Linked DNA regions of Drosophila melanogaster: region 2 is linked to region 1. Evidence: chromatin contacts called from public Hi-C data. All regions are on one chromosome and are shown on one strand. The core of a region is the stretch at or near the end of the contact, and the rest is flanking DNA. Distances in the headings are between cores, read along the strand shown. Region 1 holds the start of Grip71. Region 2 holds the start of CG17597.

What was found. A called contact is a pair of places that touch in the nucleus more often than the background predicts.
Region 2: a Hi-C map of the Kc167 cell line shows a contact between it and region 1, with 2.7 times the contacts expected there. The contact joins the promoter of CG17597 here to the promoter of Grip71 in region 1. A contact is called at or near these places in 18 of 107 Hi-C or Micro-C datasets (the D17-c3 cell line, the Kc167 cell line, the S2 cell line and 6 more) and 3 of 6 datasets of contacts at active chromatin or transcription factors (the Kc167 cell line and the S2 cell line).

Annotation. Positions count from the first base shown.
Region 1 is chr2L:18,706,806-18,711,645 of dm6, forward strand. Grip71 reads left to right here and starts at 2,041. Exons shown (of 4, transcript NM_136058.5): 1 at 2,041-2,322; 2 at 2,382-2,676; 3 at 2,739-3,580; 4 at 3,636-4,492. The coding sequence starts at 2,133. The coding sequence ends at 4,249. Faf2 (Fas-associated factor 2) reads right to left here and starts at 1,794. Exons shown (of 3, transcript NM_001299128.1): 1 at 1,311-1,794; 2 at 1-1,056. The coding sequence starts at 1,433. It overlaps Irk3 (Inwardly rectifying potassium channel 3), which reads right to left. Exons shown (of 5, transcript NM_136059.4): 5 at 4,266-4,840. The coding sequence ends at 4,532.
Region 2 is chr2L:18,828,247-18,833,086 of dm6, forward strand. CG17597 reads right to left here and starts at 2,907. Exons shown (of 5, transcript NM_001299137.1): 1 at 2,608-2,907; 2 at 2,294-2,511; 3 at 1,891-2,214; 4 at 1,641-1,831; 5 at 766-1,490. The coding sequence starts at 2,338. The coding sequence ends at 827. ScpX (Sterol carrier protein X-related thiolase) reads left to right here and starts at 2,983. Exons shown (of 5, transcript NM_079976.6): 1 at 2,983-3,140; 2 at 3,477-3,800; 3 at 3,860-4,050; 4 at 4,115-4,840. The coding sequence starts at 3,096. It overlaps Ugt36E1 (UDP-glycosyltransferase family 36 member E1), which reads left to right. Exons shown (of 4, transcript NM_165265.3): 4 at 1-813. The coding sequence ends at 618.

The DNA of each region.
Region 1 (4,840 bases), core at 791-3,290:
ATCCGTCTGGTTAAATCGGCGCTCTAGGCGTGTTCCACTGGGCAGCTTGAATACAACTGCAATGGCGCCGACAGCATCCGCTGCCGGCTCGGATGGCACCAATGTGGCCAGCTCGATCTTTTGCCGGGCAATCTCCTCCTTGCGAAGCTCGACATCGCGTCGAGCTTGTTCCACAGCCTCCTCCGCCTGCCGGACGGCATCCCGCTCCCTTTGCCGCTGACGCTCCTTCTCCTCGTCCGCAAGCAAACTCTGCTCGTATGCCTCGTCCTGCTGTCTTCTTAAAGTCTGTGTAAAATTCCGCTCTAAGCGATCTGCACGCGCTTGACTCAGCCACACCTCGTTGGCGTTCGTCACCGACTGGAGGCGACGGAGCAGCTCTTCGGGCGTGCAATCCCCCTCGAAACGTCCGACGATCATCATGCGATTTGCTCGAAGGCTGATCATCACCATCGTTGGGTAGCTGCGCACCGTTATCGACTGCATCACCCGGTAGCCCTCCGGCGTGGCTACGTCGCATCCCCATAACAGGGTGTGTGTGTTAATGTAGTCAATGACCGATCTCGCCGACAGTGTGTTGCGGCAGAAGGATTCCACATCTGGGTTCTTGGCGGGATCCTTGTGCAGGTAAACGATTAGAAAACGCAGCTCCTGCTTAGCATCGTTAAGGGCCTGGGCATATGTGCCCTGATAGAAGACCGGGTGCTCGGGATACCTTTCGTAGTATTCCCTAATAAACTTCATCACATCCCCCAGTGGATCTGTCACCAAGCGGGCTTCGTTTCCTCCGCCCAGGTTCACAAACGCACTGACGATGCTCGTCAGCGTGGAGTAGAAGTACTGAAACACGAAGTTAATCACATATCCAATGATGCCGGTGAAGCTGCGGGGAACGGGGCCACTGGGCACCCGGCTAACCGTCCTTCCGCCAGGCATGTTGGCGGAAAACACCTGCTGCAGGAAGCGATCGTTAAGGACAGCGGGCGCTCGGACATCTGTAGAGGCGGCGAACATGGTCGGACGCCCCTCGCGGATATTTAGCTGCTCCTGGAAGGCCACCTGCATATGTAGATATGAAAAAGGGTAAATAAGCTGGTATTTAGTATAGCAGGGCGCCCAACGCAAAATTGTAAAAAACAAATTTAAAAAGAATTTAGAATAAAATGATTACTATCTTTAGTCGTCAGATAATATATATGTACAAAACTTGTTGGTAGTAGTATTCTTGCAGCCACCACTGTATGCAAGACTGCAAGACTACGTGACCCTGTTATTTTGACATTCACTGTGTGGGCATATAAACATATGCATACCTCGAGATCCCATTGGTGTCTGATTAGGACGTCGCGGCAGACGTTCATATCCTCGATGCCGGTGAGATCCTGGAACTGGAGGACCTTCTCCGTCTGTTCGTTGGTCAGTCCATCAGCTTCCATCTTTCCTGCAGTTGAAGGCCTCCGTTCCCAGTTGTTATCGTTGTTGTTTGCTTTTACGCAGTGCGTGCGTGTGTGTGCTTGTGTGGGTGCCAATGGCCCGTGACTGTCTCCCTGGTGTTGTTTTTGTTGTAAGCTGGCCTTTGTCCAGTGGCTCAGCCGCTGCGGCGGGGGACGGGGGATGAGTAGCGTGGTCACTAAATGCTTCTACTGGTCGCCAGGAGTCATTTCAACGCACGCCAAATTGCCGCACTACAACGTCTTTAACATTTCTCGGCAATTTATTTCTTTTTCGCAGGTGATTGCTTGCTCTTCTTCTTGCCTTTCTGCCAATGATCCGATGAATTTGGTTGTGAATGACTAGTGTGACCGCGCAGGCCGACGCGTTCTCACTGCGAAATCCAGCGGCAAACAAACAATTTGTGTTCGCTTTTTAAAAAATTATTTTTATTATTTATTTGATCTCTATGCCTGGCGTGGTAAAACACAGAAAAAGATTAAAAGCAATATTGATATATAATTCAAAGGTGTTAGATAAGGACAATGTGTAGTGGAATCAGCATATTTGTCTAACATCACTTGGAAAATCGACGGACGAGCTTTGGAATTTTCAGGTAATAAAGCAGCGGGCACATTCTTAAATCAGTCCGAACAAAAGCACTCAAATTTGAATTGTGTAAATATCTGAAGAAATAAATCAAAATGCATGTTATTTCCACGTCTAAAAAAACCGTGCTCTCCGACTTCGCGGATCTGGAGACAAAGTCTGAGTATGTGCACCAGAACGCAGAGCCCACGGACTTTCAGTTCAACGGCCAACGCCGGGTCTTCGTGGAGGTGGATAAAATGGCGGGCTTGGCCGTGATGCGAATAAAGGAGAAGGATGGCAAGAGTAAGAGAGAGGTGCGGATCCCCAAATCCCACGTATGTAATTAACTTCCCATTTCACAGCGCCCGAGATTCAACGAGTCCGTAAGCTCACCATCGACAATGCCTTCTGTGTGGCGTGCGCCAAGCAATCCCTGGAAGAGATCGCTGTGGGTCAGAGCGGTTGTGTTAAGCTATACAACTTTCGGACGGCACAGCTCATCCATCGTTTTCCGGCGGACCCGCAAAGGAGTACTGTCCTCTACATGGACTACAACAACACGGACGAGTATATAGCCGCCGTGCGCGATGGCGGGGACATCAGTATCTTGGGTACCAAGACCAAACAGAAGACCAACACCTTCACCATAGATGGCGAGTAAGTTAAAGGCTTGCTTGTTAAAGGATTGCATTGATCTTTCGCTATCCTGTTAATATCAGCTCTACTCTTGTGCGCTTTCATCCGAGCAAACGCTTTCATCTGTCGATCGCTTCCTATAAAGGAGCCGTGACTGTCTATGATGTGCAGGGAATGCGAAAGATTTTTCATGCCAGCGAAGCCCACAGTGCTCCCTGCCGGGACATCAGTATGTGCACATCCCAACCGGCACTGCTGGTCAGCGTGGGCTACGATTGCAAGATAAATATCTTCGACATTCGACGAAATCGTGCTCAGGCCTCTACGGATCGCTTGACCTACTCGCATCCACTATCGACGGTGGCGCTGAGTGAATGTGGCACTTATCTTTGTGCTGGAAACCTTAAGGGCGAATTAATAGCCTATGATATGAGGAGTACAAAGGCTCCGTTGGCCGTGAGGAGTGTACATGATGCGGCTGTAACACGTGTAGCCTTTGTGCCCGTGCCAAGTGGGGATAACCAGCAGAACGGTAGCCTCAACAGCTCCGAAAATGCAACTGGTTTGGCGACCGAAGCTCCTCGTGTAGAGCGTGCGCCCAGCGATGAGTTGCGTAAATCGATTGCCGCTAATTTGTTGAGCACCCAAAACCAGCTGACCAGTCTTGGTTACGGGGTGTCAACACCTACCATAGTTCGCCGGGATTCCTTTTGCGAGTTCCTGGATGCCCAAGGTCCAAGAGCTGTGGATCGCATGTCGACCCGCTTGGGCGCCTCTTACAGAGATAGTTTTGACTGGGAGACGCTCAACCGAAAACCGCAACCTTATGAAACTGCCAATCGTCAAAGTCTTTGTCCTCCAGTGGCGTCTGGCCCAAGCTCGGTGGATAACTCCGTCAACAGCTCCACCACGGAGTCACTGCAACGCAAGTTACTGTAGAGATTATTATTTTTTAGTTATAATAAGCTTATTACTTGCAGAGACCTTAAGCGGCCCACTGAAGGATCGGAGCAACATTTCCGGAGACGGAAAGCTGATGAAGATTGCCGAGACGGACGAGCTCTGCGAGGAGCAGTCTGCCAACATTTCCGTGGCCAGCAGCACAGGAGGCGGCAGCGACAAAGAGAATCCCCCGCCGGTTGACGCAGAAATGAAACGCCGTCTGCGCTTGCTTTCGGCCAGTCGAAACAGTACCCCGCACCATGCTAACATCACACCACAATCCTCAAATCCTCTCTTGAAGCCTCAGCAGTTGCTGGCCAAATCGTCAAGCGGACTTTCCGCCCAAATGGATGCAGATTGGCGCAAGGAATTCAGCGAGCTAAGAGATTTTGTAGACCAGCGCTGCGAGAAGGTGGAGCGCGAATTGGAGTACGTTACCTTCTCTAATCAGCGGCTATTGGCTAATAAGATGACCAACTACATGGACCAGCAGGTGGAAAACACAAGGGAGATCCGGGACGCCCTGGCTTTACTACTTCAAGGAGATAGCTTCATGCGCGAGTTCTCGCGCCTACAAAATGAAAACGAAATGTTAAAGGCCAAATTGAAGTTTTACCAGGAGCAGGAGCAAACTGAATCATGCGGAGAGTAAAACGAGGGGGAGACATGTTAATAATTAATTGAAACATTGTTATTATTGTATTTAATTTATTGTTATTATCAACTATTAGTAACATTTTTCAAAATAGGTTTTGGCGTCTCATGAGTTTTATGTAAATTTTAATTCGTTAATCGATCCATTTAGATATTTTACAAATGTTTTAGAATATTTACCTCGGTCTATAAAATGTTTTTGAATTCGTTATTAATATAGTGCTGCCAAAAGTGTAATGCGATAAGAAAGCTTCTTAAAATGTATTTTTTAAAACCCTTTTCACTTTCTGTACTCTAGCTTTAAGTGATCATTTTTCGGATTCGTCATGGGCATGTCCACCGATATGGTCCTGTTGAAGTTCTCGTAGTCGACAATGTAGCGCTCGTTTTGGGCGTCGTAATGGATGATATTGACGAACCGCTGGCCCCAGAAAATCTCCCTTGGCAGATAGGACGTCTTGGCCTCCGTCATCTGCGCTGTGGCAGGCGAAGTGCCCACAATGGACACATACAACTCAAATTGGGCAGCATTGAAGAGTTTCGCTGTGGTGAACTGAGACAACGGGCTGGTCTCATCGATGACATGGCA
Region 2 (4,840 bases), core at 1,657-4,156, 120 kb after region 1:
ATCGTTAAAGCGATTGGAAGATTGGAGCAGGAGGTCATCTGGAAGTATGAAAATGACACGCTGCCCAATAAGCCACCAAATCTGCACATCAGGAAGTGGCTGCCTCAGCGAGACATCCTCGCTCATCCAAATCTAAAGGTATTTATGTCCCACGGTGGCTTAATGGGCACCACGGAGGCGGTCTCCAGTGCTGTGCCGATTGTGGGTGTCCCAATTTACGGCGACCAATCCCTCAATATTGCCGCATTGGTGCAGCGCGGAATGGCCTTGCAATTAGAGCTTAAGAAACTGGATGAGAATACTGTCTACGAAGCGTTGACCAAGGCACTAGATCCTTCTTTCAAGGCAAGAGCCAAGGAGGTGGCCTCATCGTACAACAACCGCATCCAAGGTCCCTTGGAGACGGCCATTTGGTGGGTGGAACATGTGGCGGAGACGAAAGGAGCTCCTCTGACCCAACCAAGTGCCGTGCATCTCTCCCGCTTTGTTTACTACTCCTTGGATGTCTACTCGGTCGTGGCCCTAAGCCTGCTACTACCTGTGATCACGCTCTTGGGACTAATCCGAATGTTTAAAAGAAGGGAACCCAAAGGTGACCGCAAACTAAAACGCAAATAAGCCCAATCAATAGATTACTGTTTTGGTTTTCAAGAATTACCTTTGGATTTAAACTATGAAACAATAGATTGCTAAGTCAAATACGTGTGATACATTATTAGAAACCAAAATACATTTTACCAGAACAGAATTGGCAAGAACCAGTTTAAGTTTTATATAAAGCAGTTCCCGTTTAATAAAAATATTTACAAAATCAAGATCCCATCCCTTACAATTTGGCCTTGGCCGCACCCGGGAAACCCAGACGATACAAGGCAACCACAACAGCACCACCCAGTCCCAGATTGTGCTGCAGAGCCAACTGAGCATTGGGCACCTGGCGCTTCTCAGCCAATCCACGGAGCTGCCAGCAGAGCTCAGCACATTGTGCCAGACCCGTGGCGCCCAGAGGATGGCCCTTCGAGATCAGACCACCACTGGGGTTGACCACGAACTTGCCACCGTAGGTGTTGTCTCCAGCGTCGATGAACTCGCCGGCCTTGCCCTCTCCACACAGTCCAAGTGCCTCATACGTGATCAACTCGTTGGCCGAGAAGCAATCGTGCAGTTCCACCACCTGGACATCCTGGGGCTTGTACCCACTCTTGGCGAACAGACGCTCGGTGGCCAGACGGGTCATATCGGTTCCAGCAATCTTCATCAAGCTCTTGTCGGCAAAGGTGGACGCCGGGTCACTGGCCATCTCCATGCCCACAATCTCCACAGCCTGCTTTTCCAATCCGTGGCGACGCACGAAGGCCTCGGAGGCGAGAATGGCAGCTCCAGATCCATCGGAAGTGGGACAGCACTGCAGCTTGGTCAGCACTCCCTCCACAACCTGGGGCGACTTCATAATCTGCTCCAGGGTGTATTCATCGCGGAACTGCGAGTAGCTAAAAGAAACAATGGAGAGAAATGAAGTGGCGTGAATGAGGATCAGCTGCATGCAATACCGAGTGGTTGACGGTCTACGGTCTACTTATTTCTCTGTTTTCAGCGATAAGATAAGCACACGCGTAAGGTGAACTTTCGACTAAACTTACGGATTATTGACGGAGTGCTTGTGGTTCTTCCAAGCGATCTTGCCGAAATGCTCGGGCTTAGTGCCATACTTCTTCATGTGCTCCTTGCCGGCGTTGCCGAAGATCTGGGCAGCCATTGGACCAGCCCCGATCTCGGTCAGCTCACTCATCTCGGTGATGTGGCGCTCCATGGGATTTGCGCGATCAAAGTACTATTAGAAGAGCAAATAATGGATCAGTAATTGGATTTTTTAGAAGTGGACTCGTGTACCTTTGCGGACAATGATCCACGCTCCATCTTTTCGAATCCCAGAGCCAGGACGCATTCGGAGTTTCCGCTCTCTACGATCTGCTTGGCCAAATACAGTGCGCTGGATCCCGTGGAGCAGTTGTTGTTCACGTTATAGACCGGAATGCCGGTCATTCCGACCTCGTAGATGGCCCGCTGTCCGCAGGTGGAGTCTCCATAAACGTAGCCGGCCACCGCCTGCTGCACTTCCTCGAACTTGATTCCCGCATCCTGGAGAGCTTTGGTGATGGCTTCTTTGGCGAAGTCCGGGTAGCAAGCATCAGCTCGGCGACCGGGCTTCTCAAACTGCAGGAAATTGGAAGGAGATGGTCGGATAGATATTAACACCCAAGGCGGCACAAAGGTCAATCATTCGCAGACGAACCTTGGTCATGCCAACTCCGATAACGTAAACTCTGGTCTTGGTCATTTTTCGGCTGTTGGTTCTTTGCGGGATCACGGATTGGACTTTCTGTATCGACTGAAGTGGATCAACAGGTTGCGGACTTATATACGATAGATATGATAAGGCTAGATCTGTCGGTTCAGCTTGTTTCCCGTTAAATTTGTTGTTCACCTTCTATGCAGTTCATAAATATGCATCTGTAAACGAGAAACGTGCATACAACATAAGCATTTGGTGGGAATCTCTATCTTTTAGAAAGTCTAATAATAATGTAATAATGCTTATAAGAGCACTTTCCTTGTTTGTTTATAAGTTTAAAAGCGCTAAATATGACAGCACTATCAACAGGGCTACCAGCTATGATACACCGCTTTGATATTTTTCAATGCCTCCAAAACTGTGGACTCAAATAAGAGGCCATGAGCGTTGCAAAAAATAACTCATTTAATGGTCGAATTTTTCCATTGACTTGGTTTTTATGGCTATTTCAATTTCTTATAGATATTTATTTGTATAAAAAAAATAAACTGCATTCACTTTATTCAGGGCTGCACATATGTACGCAGGGCGCGTACTTGAATATTCGCTTCCCTAAATTTTTTGTTATGGCAATGTGGTCACCCTGTGGAAATCGGTATCGATAGCCCGATAGGTTCAGTCGTATGAAGGCTTAAGCCTCCTAATATCGCCAACAATCGCCATTCATTTTAACATTTAGTTAATTGCTCTTGAGCACTAGTTGTGGTATTACCTGTTTTACTCGCGATCCTGTAGCTGCAAAATGTCGAAGACCCGTGTGTACGTTGTCGGTGTGGGCATGACCAAGGTGTGTGTTCCACGAATTAGCCATCTGAGAGGATAAACATAAACAAAACCAAGACAAAGAATTCAAAGAGCAGCTTTGGTAACTTGCAATTAGCTTTAATATTGAGCAATCTTAAGCGATTGCCGGACTTTGAACTGCGCTGCACTTCGTACGCTAATCTGCTCTCGAATGATTTTGTCCCCATGCTATTATCATAAATATAATTATTATAACGACTATCAGAATCAGTCCTTTGCCCCCTGGAGTGGCACGATTAGGATTTTATTACACTGGGCTGACCATGTCAATCTCTGAGAATCTGGTAACAAAAACCCTGCTTTCGTGTTCCCTCTGCAGTTCGAGAAGCCCGGTCGCCAAGCTGATGTGTGCTACCCGGATTTCGCTAGGGAGGCCATCACAAAAGCTCTCCAGGATGCGGGCATCAAGTACGAGGAAGTGCAGCAGGCGGTGGCCGGCTACGTTTATGGAGACTCCACCTGCGGACAGCGGGCCATCTACGAGGTCGGAATGACCGGCATTCCGGTCTATAACGTCAACAACAACTGCTCCACGGGATCCAGTGCTTTGTATTTGGCCAAGCAGATCGTGGAGAGCGGAAACGCAGATTGCGTCCTGGCTTTGGGATTTGAAAAGATGGAGCGTGGATCCCTGTCCTCCAAGGTACAAGATTGCATTCCTTAAAAAACCGATTACTAATCCAATATTTTACTCTCTAATAGTACTTTGATCGCGCCAATCCCATGGAGCGTCACATCACCGAGATGGGTGAGCTGGCCGAGATCGGAGCTGGCCCAATGGCTGCCCAGATCTTCGGCAATGCCGGCAAGGAGCACATGAAGAAGTATGGCACTAAGCCCGAGCATTTCGGCAAGATCGCTTGGAAGAACCACAAGCACTCCGTCAATAATCCGTAAGAGTTAACTATAATCATTGCAATGCCTTATCTAATCTTCGGACATATTTCATCCGCTTAGCTACTCGCAGTTCCGCGATGAATACACCCTGGAGCAGATTATGAAGTCGCCCCAGGTTGTGGAGGGAGTGCTGACCAAGCTGCAGTGTTGTCCCACTTCCGATGGATCTGGAGCTGCCATTCTCGCCTCCGAGGCCTTCGTGCGTCGCCACGGATTGGAAAAGCAGGCTGTCGAAATTGTAGGCATGGAGATGGCCAGTGACCCGGCGTCCACCTTTGCCGACAAGAGCTTGATGAAGATTGCTGGAACCGATATGACCCGTCTGGCCACCCAGCGTCTGTTCGCAAAGAGTGGGTACAAGCCCCAGGATGTCCAGGTTGTGGAACTGCACGATTGCTTCTCGGCCAACGAGTTGATCACGTATGAGGCACTTGGACTGTGTGGAGAGGGCAACGCCGGCGAGTTCATCGACGCTGGAGACAACACCTACGGTGGCAAGTTCGTGGTCAACCCCAGTGGTGGTCTGATCTCGAAGGGCCATCCTCTGGGCGCCACGGGTCTGGCACAATGTGCTGAGCTCTGCTGGCAGCTCCGTGGATTGGCTGAGAAGCGCCAGGTGCCCAATGCTCAGTTGGCTTTGCAGCACAATCTGGGACTGGGTGGTGCCGTTGTGGTTGCCTTGTATCGTCTGGGTTTCCCAGCTGCCAACAGCGTGGTTCGCAATCTGACCGCTGCGGGCAAGGCTGCTACCAGTGAGGATGGCTTTAAGGTTGCGCCCCTGCTGAA